Regions from separate parts of the Sus scrofa genome. Here region 1 is linked to region 2. The links are chromatin contacts, called in public HiChIP or PLAC-seq maps. All regions are on one chromosome and are shown on one strand. Each heading gives the region's core, a stretch centred on a gene start, on an enhancer-like site or on the middle of the called end of the contact. The rest is flanking DNA. Distances are from core to core; before and after follow the strand shown.

Region 1 (7,594 bases), core at 1,092-3,591, 130 kb before region 2:
GTTGTGGCTCATGTTCAATCCCTGGCCCAGGAACTTCCATGTGCTGTGGGTGTGGCCATAAAATGAAAAAGAACAATATTTAAGGATGCCAAGTCAAATAGCTTCCACTCATTCTGATTAAAGATGTCAGTTCCTGCTTATTCAATCCCTAAAAATTTTGAATGGTTAACCTTTCACATGGGTGAAGTAAAATACATGCACCCTATCTATTATATCTCAAAACTGAAAGAAAAAAAAAATTAAGAAAGTAGTAAGATTAATGAGAGAAGAGCAAGAATCTGGCATGAGTTCATTTAATTTTGGTTAAAATGAACCCTTTTGTAATTACGGAACAATTATAATTTTGGTCAGGTTTTTCCATTACAAATAATAATGTAATTAACATCTTTGTGCCTAAATAGTGGTGTATATTTTAGGTTGTTAAAAAAAAAAAATACATGCACCCTAAGACTTCAACTGAGGATTTATGTAATAAAACTTTTTGTTAAAACCCAAACCCTCCTGCTCTTTGAAGGGGAAGAGCAACAATAATCTTTCCTGTTTCACCAACTTTAAAACTATTCAGTTTTTAGTCACACTATTTACAGTTCCACATGGACTTTGGAGTAAAACAAACGATGCCAGTCCAGGCCTTTTTAGCTACACTGTTAGCACTATGGTCTAAGGCAGGTCACAGCAGCTAAGCCTCAACTTTCTCCCCTATAAAATGAGGGTCAAATATAGTAGCCACCATCTAGGGTTGTGATAAGGAGAAAAAGGTGACAATGCATGCAAAGTGTTAAGCAGGTAGTGAAAGCTCAGTAACTGTTACCATATTCACTAGCAATAAGGTCTTGTACAGGGCTTAGTATGTACAAACACTATTCTAGAACTTTACATATACTTACATTTTCAATCTTCACAGCTGGACAGAGATACTAAAAGTGAGAAACTGAAGCAGATAGGTTCAGAACGCTCTTCAGGTTACTCAGGTGCTAAGATTTGAATTCAATCAGTTTGGCTCTAGAGTCCTTACCCTCAACCACTAAGCTACATTCAGCCTGCTGAATTCACAAACCTTAGGAAACGAAGAAAGAGAGCGGACAACACAGGTGAAGGCCAACGGTTTTAGAGCTAATCCAGCCCTCTCCTACACCCGTAATTTAAGAAACACTGAGAGGGCTCGATGAAGCTCGAAGCGTGTGCTCATTGGGTTTTACATTTGGTGTCACCTTCTAAAAGTTATTACTATCAATTTTAGGCAGAGCAAGTAAGACTAATAGAGGCAGGGGCAGAAGGAAAGCTGATACGTGTCCTCAGCAGACACAGGAGAAGCACCATATGGCTGATTCAGCTGGGTAGTTTTAAAAGAGAAAAAAACATTTTTTTCACCAGTACAGAGACCTGGCTTCGCCCGCTTGAGGACGGGGCCTCAGAACAAGAAAAGAGAGGTGGTACGAGGATGTGGGAGCTGGAGAGCAGCGGCGGGCACCTCACTCCTGACCACCTGGAGACCGTGACCTCGCCCACACCCCCTCCGCCCCGCCACTTAGGTCACCTGTAGGGGTTGGAGTCCACCACCTCCGGGCTCATCTTCTCGATGCGGGTCCGACCGCCTTTTCCGTCGCGGTCCCCCACGACCTGGCGACTTCTCTCCTGGGCCAGTTCCCGTTCCAGTTCCTGGATCCGCTGCTGCAGCCGCTCCACAGACTCGGCCATGGCTGGGACCCCGGCCGCCAGCCCTCCCAGCCCCGGCCGTCGCCGTCGCCGCCGCCCCACACTGTTGGCTGCTGGGCGGGCAAGAGGTATGTGCGGAGGTACCTTGCGGCGGCCTTGCTAGCCCACAACCCCGGAAAAGGGCTCCCTTCACCTCTCTAACTTACACGTCTCCACCGGCCCCGCTGGCCTCGCACGGGGTCCGCTTCCTGTGTGTTGCAGTCATCGTTCCCCCTCAAAAAATAAAAATAAATAAAAACGCAGTCACTTTCAGCTTCCTTCTTCGCCCGGGCCTAAAAGACCGACCTGCAGCAGGGCCTGGGTCATAAACATCCAGAGCCAGTATCCTGCGACGTTGCGTTTCCAACCGGGCAGCTAGGAGAAACCTCAGAATCTTTTATTCCCGAGCTCGACGTCCTGACGGACCTTTTTCTGCGCCGAACCTTTTAGGTTTTCCGCTTGCTGGTGCTTTAAATTCGGAGGTGGACGCGGCCTCGGAGTTCTTATTTGGCCGGAGTGACTAATGTGGTTTTGCTTTATTTAGAATTGAGGCCTCTAATTCTGAGGCTAGGTGAAAAATTTTAATCTGAACACACACCAAGGCCCTCCTGGCGCTTCGCGACTAGAACCCTTAACCTAGCCAGTCCGCCTAGCCTCGGCTCCGGGAGGGAAATTGTGATTGGCTGGAACCGCAGGCCCCCCTCCTCCCGGGCGTCCCGAGCTGTGGAGTGTCCCCGAGCCCCGAAGAGTTGCGGTTTCTGTGAGTCTGTGGTCATTGGATGCAGCAGCGATCATGAAGGCCGATGCCTCCCACGGTCCCGAGATGGGGGAAGTGCTGCCCCAGCACAAGTTGGACTGCAGGTCCCTGGAAGCCTACCTATACCAGCACTTGCCTGACTTTGGGGCTGAGCCTGAGGCCAAGCTGACTGTTGCCCAGTACAGGTATCGACGCCAGCCATTTCCAGCAGAAAAAAATCTGTGCCTTATACTTTTTTCCCTTTGGCTTTGGGTAGGTTCTCAGTTTACCCCATCTTGTTTATTTTTCCTCAGTGACGCAGTTTGCAGGCGGGAGCTGCCCTCACCAGTCTCCTGCATTACATTCTGGGTATTTCTAATTCAAGAGCAATAATAGAAGCACAGTAACATTCACGATTCCAATTATGAGAAGGAATCTTTGTTAACAATTACGTACTTAGAGGATTCAGTGAGGCACTTTAAGGTTGGAGGTTCTGCAGGATTTAGAGAGGCTTTCCCTCAACTTTTGTTCTATAACTTTTTTTTTTTTTGAGAAGCAGATGTCATTCCGTTCACTTTGGCCATATTCTTGCAGAGTGAGTTAATGATATCGGTTGGGACATCCGAATTCTAATCCAGATCTTCCATTTAGCAAATCGCAGCACCATTTTGGGCTTTAATTCTTTCTGAAGTAGGGGAATGGAACTGGACGACCATCCTGAGAGTACTGTTCTCCACTTTGAACTTGCTTCTAGTCTGATGTATAGTAGAAAATAATTTTAAAAGACTTAATTCTAAAAATAGTATTTTGATAAACGCAGAGCTATAGAAGCAGTCCTCTCTTGCCAAAAATTAGATGTGCCACTTACAGACTGGGAAATTTAAATGCTGTGTTACATGAACTCTCTGAGAACTTGTTTCATAATCTGTAACAAATACTTGCCTGTTCTGAGTAATCCTGATAATGAAATGATGTGAAAAGATTTAACATTGTAAGAGCACCATATACCAGTGGCATTTATCACTGGCATTTATATTCCTTGACTACTGGTTTCAGGTAAATTAAAAATAGTGGGAAGGAAAATGGATAAGAGAAAGTTTGGAGTATAGAATTAAAAGGCACCATGTCACAATAGATATTGTAGGACGAAAGAGAAATTGGAATAAAAAATGGCTTAAGTTTCTAGCCTAGAAGGCTTGTGTTGTAAACTAACAGATCAAAGTTCAAATTTGCTCTGAGAATCTGGACAAGTTATTTAACTTCTTTGGCAAAATGGAGATAGTAATCATTAGAGTTGTTGGAGGATTATCTTACTGAGAGTTACTTAATTCTGAATTAAATTTAATGTTTTTTTATAATGATTTTTATTTTTTCCATTATAGCTGTTTTACAGTGTTGTGTCAATTTTCTACTGTACAGCAAGGTGACCCAGTCACACATACATGTATACATTCTTTTTTCTCACATTATGCTCCATCATAAATAGCTAGATATAGTTCCCAGTGCTATACTGAATGTTAAAGCAGAATTGAGCTTGATAAATGAAATTAGTTGCAGCTTAAATAGTATATATGCATTGAACTATCCCCACAGAAAATACACATTTATTTCCAAGGCATATGAAAAAGTTTTTGAAAACTGAAGACATGTTAGGCCACAAAGGAAGTTTCAAAAATTCTAAAGTGTCATTCTGAAAAAATTTCAGAATATAAATGCCAAAGTTCAGAAATCAATAGAAGACAGCTAATAAATATATGTGTAGAAATTAATTGATAACGATAAAAGACCCAATAATCCACAGAAAATAATGGAGTTTATCAAAGTTCAGTATACCAAAATAAATTGCATTTCTGAACTTTAGCAATAAAAATATAAAGATATAAATTTCAGAAAGATAATAAGAGCATCAGAATTACAAATTTCCCCAAATATTATTCTAATAAAGTATGTGCAAGACCTCTGTAGAGGAAACTATAAAACTGTATTAGGACTTTAAAAAGAACTAAATAAATTGAGCGATGCCATGTTCATGAATAGTAGAATTCAGAATTGTATATTTCCCTTTTCCTCGCCAATCTATAGATTCAGTGCAATGTCTTAATTTTTTCCCCTAATTCAAAAAATTGCTTCTAACTTTTACATATAGGAGCAAAGGGCTAAGAATAAGCAAAAACTCACCTGAAGATGAACAAAGTGGGAAATTTCAGTTAAGATGGCGTATTAGCAAAGAGACAAACAGGTAAATAAAAAAGAGGAGAGTGTTCACAAAAAAGCCCACATAATTATAGAACTTTGATATGTAACAGTGCCGGCACTGAGAGTCAGTGCAAGTGGGGTTGGAGGGAGAAAGGATTTTTCAACAAACTATGCAGGGATAATAATTATCTGCATGCAATGAACCTTTCCACAGTAAAGAAACTCATGGACTTGGAGAACATACTTGTGGTTGCCAAGGGGGCTGGGGAGGGAGTGGAATGGACTAGGAGTCTGGGGTTAATAGATGCAAACTATGCATTTGGAGTGGATAAGCAATGAGATCCTGCTGTATAGCACAGTGAAGTACTTCCAGTCACTCATGATGGAACATTGATGGAGGATAATGTGAGAAAAAGAATATATATATATATATATATATATATATGACTAGGTCACTTTGCTGTACAGTAGAAATTGACAGACACTGTAAATCAACTATAAGGGAAAAAATAATCATAAAATAACATTTTAAAAATATTTAAAAAATCAAAAAAAGTATTAATTATCTGCATGAAAAAATTGAAATTAGGAGTTTCTGCTGTGGCACAGTGAGTTAACCTGTCGTTATCTCAGCAGCTCGGGTCACTACTGAGGCAGGAGTTGGATCTCCCTGCCCTGTGCAGTGGGTTGAGAATCCAGCATTGCTACAGCTATGGCATAGGTTGCAGCTACCACTCAGATTCAGTCCCTGACCCAGGAATTTCCATATGTCTCGGGTGCAGCCAAAAAGAAAAAAAGAAAAAATTGAAATTATACCCTTTCTTTACTCTAACCTCACACAGTTCCAGGTGGACTACAGTCTTGAATGATAAAGGCAAAACTATAAACATTTGGAAGACATATAGGAGAAGATCTTTATGACTTTGGAGTAAAGAATAAAATCTTTAAAAAGACAAAAGCATAAACCATGAAGAATACGATAAGTTTTCAGGAAAAAAAAAAAAAAGCTTTAAAATGAAATTACAAAAGAAAATATTTGCAGTATATATAATGGGTGTAAGATTAATATCCAGAGTATGTAAAGAACTACAATAGCCCACCAGAAAAAATGGACAAAAGACTTGAAGATACTCAACCTCATTACACTGTAATAATTGGGAAATGCAAATTAAAATAAGATGCCATTTCATACCATCATATTGATTTTTTTTAATCTGACAATATGAAGCAGGATATGAAATAATGAACTCATTCACTACTGGGGAGGGTATGGATTAGTATAACTAACTTGGAAAGCAATTTGGCACAATCTTGTAAAGATGAAGATGGGAAGATGTACATGCCCATGACATAGCAGTTCTATTCCTAATTGTATACTCTCAAGGAATTCTTATACTATGTTATCAGAAGATAATCTGCAAAAATGTTCATTGTGCTGTTTTTAATAGCAAAAGTAAGGAATATAAACACGATGTTCAATAGTAGAATGGCTGAATACATTTTAATGTATTCATGTAATAGAATACCATACAGCCATGAAAATGATTCAGCTGCAGCTATACACAACAACATAGAGTCAAAAACTGTACAAATAAGCAGTATATTGTTTAAGGAGTTAAACTTTAAGGGAATGATAAATTTAAAAATCAGGACATTTGTTATTGCGAAGGGAGGGACGTGCCAAGGGCTTCAGAGATATGGTAATATTTTTTTCTTTCTTAAACTGGGTAGTGAGAACACTGGTATTTGTTGAGTTATTATTCTTTATGCTTTACAAATTTTGTAAATATTTTATCTATGCACAATTTAGAATTTACTAAAATTAAATCACATTAGAAATTAAAATATGTAGAATGAAACATTAATGGAAACAGTATATAACTCGATACAACAAAACCTATGATTTCCAGCTACGTGCATAATATATGCCTGGCACTGCTCCAACCAGGAGAATATTAAAAAAAAAAAAATCTTGCCTTCTTGGAACTTCCATTCTATTTGGAGAAGACAGATATAAATAAAATTATTTTCCTAAATATTGCAGTGTTGGAGAAGGAGATGTATATTATGGAGAGAAACAAAGGAAAATAGGAAGTGTGTGGGAGGAGGGAACAGAAAAGCCTCGGTGAGAAGGTGGCATTCAGCAAAGAGAGATGGGGATGTGAGCCATGTCACTATCTGGGGAAAGAGCAATCCAGACAGAGGGATCAGCTTTCCAGGGTTTTGAAGGCCAGGTGTGTTCAGTGTGTGGAAAGAATTCTAGCCACTGTGCCTGGAGTTGTGTAAGCCAGGGAAACAGGAATGCTATTGCCTATCATAAGGGCTTTGGCCTTTGAGTTGAGGTGGCAAGAGATTAGGGATTTGAGGACAGAGGAGGGAAGTGATTTTTTTGAAAAACAAAACCTTTCTGCCTATTGTGTTTGATTGAAAGAGGCAAGTGCCAGGAGACTAGAATTATGGTCTGATACCATAGTGGTAGTGGTGACCTTGAAAAAGTGATTTCAGTGGAAAGATAGGAATGAAAGCTTGATTGAAATGGGTTCAAGAGAAAATAGGAGAAGAGGAACTGGGGAAGGTAGTATAAACAACTCGAGGTTTTCTACAAAGGGGAAAGTAAATATTCTGTGCAGAGGGGAAGTGGGGGTCAAGAAACATCTTTTTTTTTTAAAAAAAAAAAAAAGCATGTTTGTATTGTGATGGCAGTGATCCAGAACCGAGAGAAAACATTATCCAGGTGAAAGGTGAGATCAAAGTCCTTGAGTAGATAAGAGTTGGATGGAATCTGATTCACAAGAGAATGGACTGCCTTAGATAGAAATGTAAACATTCTTCTACAGACTCTGCCGGGAGTATTTGGGTACAGGTGCTTCTATGCAGTAGGTATGATAGTGTGAGCTTCTGGAAGTTCTTAACTGATTGTTCCTGTTTTCTCTATGAAACTGGAAGCTAGGTAATTAGCTGAGAATG
Region 2 (6,931 bases), core at 2,586-5,085:
GTTTTTAAAAACAAACCAATATGAAAGTGAGTACTCCAAAATTACCATGCAACTAGTGTGTCAAATGGACAAATGTCCAGAGCTTCTTAAATATACTATCTTTTGATCTCTAGGCAGTAAAACATCCTTTCCTTTATGGTAAATCACATATTTCCTCCCATGAGAGGACAATCCCTAAATATTTAGTAAAACTACAGATTAATCACTGGAAACTTGGAAGAAAAAATATTTCCCACATGAGTATGCGTATTTGGAACTTCAACCTATGATTCTGACAGAAATGTAACAATACTATCATGTTTCTGATACTGGTATTTCTGAGTAGATATTTCTCTACTCTTTTTACATGCTGAAGATAAACACTTTAACACAGCTATGCTCCAAATATAACATATGACCATCAATTAAGGGTCAAAACTGAGCAGAGTCTGCCTTGCAATCAGCACACATTCGACACCACAGCAGTCTGCACGCTGTCCGGGCTAGAACCAGGGATTCACTGTCTGTCCACAGAACCTCCAAGACAGGTAGCCCGTAGCCTAGGACAACTTTCTAAATGCCATTTTTCAGTCCAGGCAGGTTAAAAGGAAGGTCCAAGTGGCTTCTGCCATCTGTCTTAGGGAAGAGAATTGGGTGTGGTTTACCTGTGAGGTATCCTGCTGTTTGTGACTCAGAAATAAACAAATCATGTTTCTGATCTTTGAAGGCACTCCAGACTGAAGAACGAGACAGGATTTCATTCACCTAGGGAAGTAAAGCAAACTCTTTGAACATAAACTAAGTGCTGAATGTTGTTAGATAAAATTAAAGAGAAAAAGCAAACTTCCAAGACAAAAGGAAGTCTTGGAAGCTGATGAAAGATCCAAAGACCCTTCATTCATCACTCTACATCAGACATATCTCATTAAGACAGGCCACAAAAGTCCTTCAGTCAGTCTTCCCTCTAAACTTGGACTCTGCTATTTGAACTTACAACTTATTGATGTGTATGTAATTTGGGCTGGAAGATGTTCTTGTTATAGTAAAATGGCTGACAGTGTGGTTTCGGAAACTTAAAGCACTCTTTCACACCATGGATGTGACCTGTTAAGAAGTCCACTAGGAGGGTTGTGATCAACACACTGGAGAAAATAAAACAGATTAACATAGAAAGCATCAGAGCATAACACGTAAAATGGGCAAAGTTGTTCTGTGATGTGTATATGTATAAATGAGTATAAATAAAGTGTGCAAATGAGTATAAATAAAGTGTGTAAATGTGTACTGGACTAAGAGGAAAGACATGTTTCTTTCTGTACACAGATAAAAAAAGTTTAGGAGAGTCCAACATAGAGGATACTTTTCACATATTAAAGTTTAGATCAAATATTTATTGAACACTTCTTATGTGGGTTGCACAGTGGACACAAAGATGAGAAAAACATTCTCAGTAGTGAGTATGAAAGCAGAGATATATGCAGGAACTGTTCAAGTCTAAGAGACTCTGCCCCATGTGATTAGCTGTTAACGTGGTAAAGTTCCTATTTTGATAACTATCATACTTCTTTCCCCCCCCTCAAGAGCATAAGGTGGGTGTCAGCATTGCTTTGCTGATTTTCATCAACAGGAATCCTGAGGCAGGTTGAGAGGAAGACAGCTGCTGGCACGTGGTACACAGTGGTGCCTTTGCTTACGTTCAGAACCCATAGGCAACTTTATATGACTGAAGCATGACATACTCTCTCTTTTCTTTACTATTACCTTAAATAGTTCAAATGATGATACTGCTAGAATGGACAATGGCATACAAAATGTTTCTTTAGTTGGAACATACAGTGGATTCACTAAGGGAAAGCTGCCAGTCAACTTAAACCTACAGAAGAACATTAGTAGGCAGAAACAGTCTAAACGTTTGTGAACAAATGATGGGTAAGCAAATTGTGACACATATATATACACACACGATGGAATATTACCCATCCTTAAAAAGGAATGAAGTGTTGAAACATGTTAAAACACTGATGAACCTCAAAAACATGCTAAGTTACAAAAGCCAGACACAAAAGGTCACATATCGTATGATTCCATTGATGTGAAATGTCCAGACGAGGTCAATTTATAGAAGACAGAGTGAACTGCCAGAAGCTGAGGGGAGGAAAAAATGGGGAATAATTGCTTAATTTGTACAGAAGTTGTTTAGAAATTGGATAAGGTGGTGGTTACACAATACAGTTAATGCCAAATAACAACTGGTATACTAAAAACCAATAACTTGTTTGATTTAAAGTGATTAATTTTATGTTATGTAAATTTCACTTCGAGTTAAAAGAGAGAGCATTAATACATAGGGCTACACAATAAAACTGAATGAAGACTCCTCAGAAGCAACATTAATAAAATCAATGAGGAAAATTACTGAACTGGTTTGAACTCAGCATATGCATGCTGCTGACACATTAATAGATATTTAAGTCACAACAAAAAGGAAACCAACAATTCCTAAATGTTAAGAAAGAAAGGAGATGAAACTAAAATGATGTTCTGTATCTTTTAAAATGGTATTATGGGATGGTTAATGAATGTGGTTATCACTATTCCATAAGAACTCTGAGAACTGGACGTTAATCTTAACCAGCACTAATGCTCAATATTCTTCTGTGCTGAAGAAATGTTCAACATGCTATCACTATCCAGAAAAAGAATCCTCCTGGGTGGCAATCTGAGTATATACGGTTTGTGTTTTATGAGGTAGCTATGCTAGTGCATCCCTGGTCTGGGGCTCTGCTCCAGTTAAGGTCAGGAACCACGTCTGTAAGTGGAACATGAGTTGTGGTGCATGGATCACCAATAGCCAAGACCTTTGGCTCTGAGAGTACCTTGTTATAATTGGCAGATCAAAGTTACCTCTGTGCAGACTCACCTGTTCTCCATGCTGCAGGCTTCGAGTCATTGCCTTGAGAGCTTTAACAATCTGAGCCTTTGTGGCTGCTGGGCTGTCCAGATTTTCAAGGCCAATGCCTTCAAGTAATTTTAAGAGGTATGGGACCAAATCTGCTTTCAGGGCCTAGAAAAGAATATTAAGTATATGTATGTCTACGTGTGTGTGTGTGTGTGTGCATATATACACATTTTGCATACACTTTAAGAAATGTAAGCCATCCACTGAAGAAATAATTTCACCCCAGGCCCGTACCTAGAAGAGGACACTCTGCTTTATTTTATTTTAATGCCACATGCAGATTTTTTGGCGGGAGAGGCAGTATTTAACGGTAACGACATTTTCATTTAATGAGGTTTTATTCTGTTTCATCAACTATTCTACATGCTACATACACTGATTATTTTACTTAGTCCTCCCAACACCAAATGATGTAGGCACAATTATCACCAATGGGAAAATCAGTGCATGGCGGGTAAAACGTGCTGATGGTCACAAAGTTGGGCAGTATTGGATCTGTATCTGGACCTGAGCTTTTAGCCAGTATACTGATCCGCCTCCTCTAATGACATATACTGATAGGCAACAGCATTTGAAGCATATTAGTATTTTTTTCACATCTTAAAACATCAACCTTGACATCCACCATACACTTTGTATCACTCACATAAAAGCTAAGTAATACTCTGGTGCCATGCAATTTTCACTGCCTGCTCTGAAATCCAAAGGGAAGAGGTGGAAGTAACTAACATTTAGTAAATGTACCTCTTTTTACAGATATTATTCTCATAACAACCCTGTGAGGAGTCGTAACTTTATTTTACAGATGAGGAATCTGAGCACTGCAGGGTTAAATACCATGCCTTAGGTCACAGAGCCATCAAGTGGTAGAACTAGCTCATGTTCTTTCCAATACAATAACCCTCTTGGCCAACTCTAAGTCTGAACCTCAGAGCATCCAATTTTCTCCTTGAAATGTACCCAGTACTCCTAACCTGCCTGAATGAGGAAGAGGGGTGGAAATAGGGGTGGGGGGCGGAGAAAAGATGAGAAAGGAAAAGAGGCTAGGAAACAGGAGGGCCAGATAATAAAGATGTAAGGCCTTGTACCCAGGCTAAGGAGGTCAGATGTCACTTTGTCATCTGGCAGTAAGGGGAAACAATGAGGGATTTGTAAGAGGAAGAATGGGTTATATTTAAAAGTTGTATTTTAGAAAGATCATTTTTGCAATGGCTTTTACATGTGTTGTATGTTCTTTGTTCCCTTGGTGTCTGCTACTTTACATTGGCACCCACCAAGTCTCCTTTTCATGAGGTCAGTACTTTCTTTGAAAAGGACTACAAAAACCTTGGCATGTTTCTTAAACATGACTTTAAAAACAAAGGAATGAACAAATAGAACGAATCTTTCCAAAAAGGATAAAGCAAATTTTATAAAGCAAGCTAGGGATAAAAGCTTAGTAAATAACCAAAATTTAAATTTCAAACATCAGGAGTTTCCATCATGTCTCAGTGCATAAGGAACCCAACTAGGATCCATGAGGATACAGGTTCAATCCCTGGCCTCGCTCAGTGGGTCTGGGATCCAGTGTTGCCATGAGCTGTAGCATAGGTCACAGACGTGGCTGTGATCTGATGTTGCTGTGGCTGTGGTATATGGGGGGCAGCTGTAGTTCCAATTGGACCCCTAGCCTGGGAACCTCCATATACCTCGGGTGCAGCCCTAAAAAGCAAAATAAATAAATAAATAAATAAAATAAAATAAATAAATAAATTTCATACATCACAAAATTACTCTGACACTGGCTGGCCCACCTTCTCGGTGTGCTCCTGTACATGTGTGTGTATAAAATATAAAAATATGTATGCACAAACTCACAAGTTATCTCTGTGCCAAATTGCTGAACCTAAGAGAAGTCAAAATCAGTGCTAAAGAAGTGAAAATCTGTTTGGTATGTTGCTTCTTAAAATAGAAATCTAGAAAGTCACTTACTTGTGCTACTAATTCATTCTGCTCCTTCTGAAACATTCGATTAATTGCTTCACAGGCTAGACCAACAGTATCTGGTCGCTTTTTCATTCCATTCATCAGTGGGCCAATGGTCTCCAAAGATGCCATGGCTCGAACACACAGCTAAGTGCCCCAAAGAGAAGGTTACTTGTAGACCAGCAATATTTTATACAACACAGCAAATACCACAATAACAAGATATATGAAAAACCCACATTCATTTTAATTTTAATAATGAACCAAGTCAAATTCAGTCTCCTTAATATGGTTAATACCATATCATTTAAACCAGTTTAAGAATCATTACAATACCACATGGCACATGTGGATTAAGGCAAATGGTAGAAAGGGGATTTGTACTGCAACGTACAATAGTCAGAAAGAGAGAGCACAGATAAATTCCAAAGCTATAAGCTACTAAATGGATTTATCAATACCTCATTTTCAGACAGGGCATGAATAACTCGAATGGCACTCTTAGGAATGGCGTTGTTCCTATGATTCATTGCCTGGATAACTTTGGGAAGATGGCCCAATGGTGGGACCTGATCAGCCAGCTGAGGCTGTGCATTGAAAAGACACACTGTTGCCATTGTCAAAGTTTCCAGAGTTTCTCCCTGGAGGGTGTAAAGACAAAAAAACTATAAAACACTCATAAAGTCCTAAACATCCTTGATAATGTTTGCTGTTCAAAACTAAGGACCCACGAATTTTAAGTGTTGGTACTTGAAAATTGATTCATAAATCCTAAAAGAACAGCAAATTTTCCCATCTCAATAAAAAGCATGGATTTAAAGGACTTCAAGAATGAAATACCTTAATCTAAGCAGACTTTCACTGGGCATTTCTATTTCACATCTCATTTCTATTGCAGAAAGAGATTTCTAATAAGAGACCATCTCTCAAAAAATATTACTAGAAATTATTAGATAATGTGATAGAAATGGCAGTACCAGAGAACATCAATAATTCAGAACTAATGAAATGTTTTCCCCACTTATATTAAAAATCCTACTAATTAACATGTCTGGGTTCCATAAACACTTTCTATAATGGATAATGGATTGCAAAGACTTCTAACTTATAGCATTATATGCAGACATACATATCCAGAACATAACATGTCTTGAATAAATATGGGAACTGGGATGCACAAAAAGAGAATGCGATATATAGTAAAATGTTACATGTTTTTCTAAGTTTCTACATTTTGAGGATTTCATTTTTTAAGCAAACCATGTATGCAGTAAAAATCCTAGTAAAGAAAAAATGTGACTACAGAAAGAGACCTATGCAAACATTTGGCATACTATCAATATATTTTTAAAAGCCTTACAAAGCTAATGACTTGACACATGCCAGACATTTATGCTAAGTAATCCACATCTATTAAAACTCATGAAAACCTCAGCTTTAGGGGCAGATACTGTTACCTTCTACAAGACAACTGAGGTGAGTCAGGAGGTACTACTCTAGGCCATAGAGCTAGCCAGTGGTGGAGCTGATACTGGGGTCCAGGATTACCTAATAATGCAACTTGGGGCTCTTAATCACCTGTTTAATTAATTCAACAGTCCACTTTCTTACCTACTCCTGCTTTCCTGTTAGCCTTTGGCTTTTTTTTTTTTTTTTTTTTTTAGTCTTTTTAGGGCCATACCCATAGCATATGGAGGTAAGGCTAGGGGTTGATTGGCCAGCCCACACCAGAGTCACAGCAACGCCAGATCTAAGCGGTGTCTGCAACCTACAGCATAGCTCACCGCAACACCGGATTCTTAACCCACTGATTGAGGCCAGGGATCAAACCTGCATCCTCATGGATACTAGTCAGATTCGTTTCCACTGAGCCACAACGGGAACTTCGGCCTCTGGCTTTAAGCACAGGTACAGCGTTCACTTGTGTAGCCAAGACTCTTCTGCCAATTTCCTTAACTAGAGTCCCCTCTACTCCCTATAAAAGCTGAGTGAAGAACATGCCCTCCCAGGACACATTTTCATTTCAGT

What was found. HiChIP or PLAC-seq counts read pairs in DNA pulled down with a chosen protein or histone mark.
Region 1: an H3K27ac HiChIP or PLAC-seq map of alveolar macrophages shows a contact between it and region 2. The contact joins the promoter of ACAD11 here to the enhancer-like site in region 2. A contact is called at or near these places in 3 of 5 promoter capture datasets (fetal skeletal muscle, liver and skeletal muscle), 4 of 47 Hi-C or Micro-C datasets (embryonic fibroblasts, mesenteric adipose tissue, retroperitoneal adipose tissue and 1 more) and 2 of 2 datasets of contacts at active chromatin or transcription factors (alveolar macrophages and skeletal muscle).

The regions. Positions count from the first base shown.
Region 1 is chr13:73,826,243-73,833,836 of Sscrofa11.1, reverse strand. ACAD11 (acyl-CoA dehydrogenase family member 11) reads left to right here and starts at 2,341. Exons shown (of 21, transcript XM_001924765.5): 1 at 2,341-2,637. The coding sequence starts at 2,489. UBA5 (ubiquitin-like modifier-activating enzyme 5) reads right to left here and starts at 2,352. Exons shown (of 12, transcript XM_003132421.6): 1 at 1,538-2,352. The coding sequence starts at 1,698. LOC110256298 (a long non-coding RNA gene) reads right to left here and starts at 4,683. Exons shown (of 2, transcript XR_002337685.1): 1 at 4,610-4,683; 2 at 2,628-3,186.
Region 2 is chr13:73,694,740-73,701,670 of Sscrofa11.1, reverse strand. It overlaps DNAJC13 (dnaJ homolog subfamily C member 13), which reads right to left. Exons shown (of 57, transcript XM_021069457.1): 53 at 5,365-5,544; 54 at 4,910-5,050; 55 at 2,900-3,043; 56 at 645-744. Among named protein-coding and RNA genes, the nearest start is that of ACKR4, 76 kb to the left of the region's middle. Within about 2 kb of position 3,835, at least 1 of the 83 cell types and tissues checked has an H3K27ac peak or open chromatin away from gene starts, as enhancers often do. A contact at or near this core is called in alveolar macrophages, where this site is marked.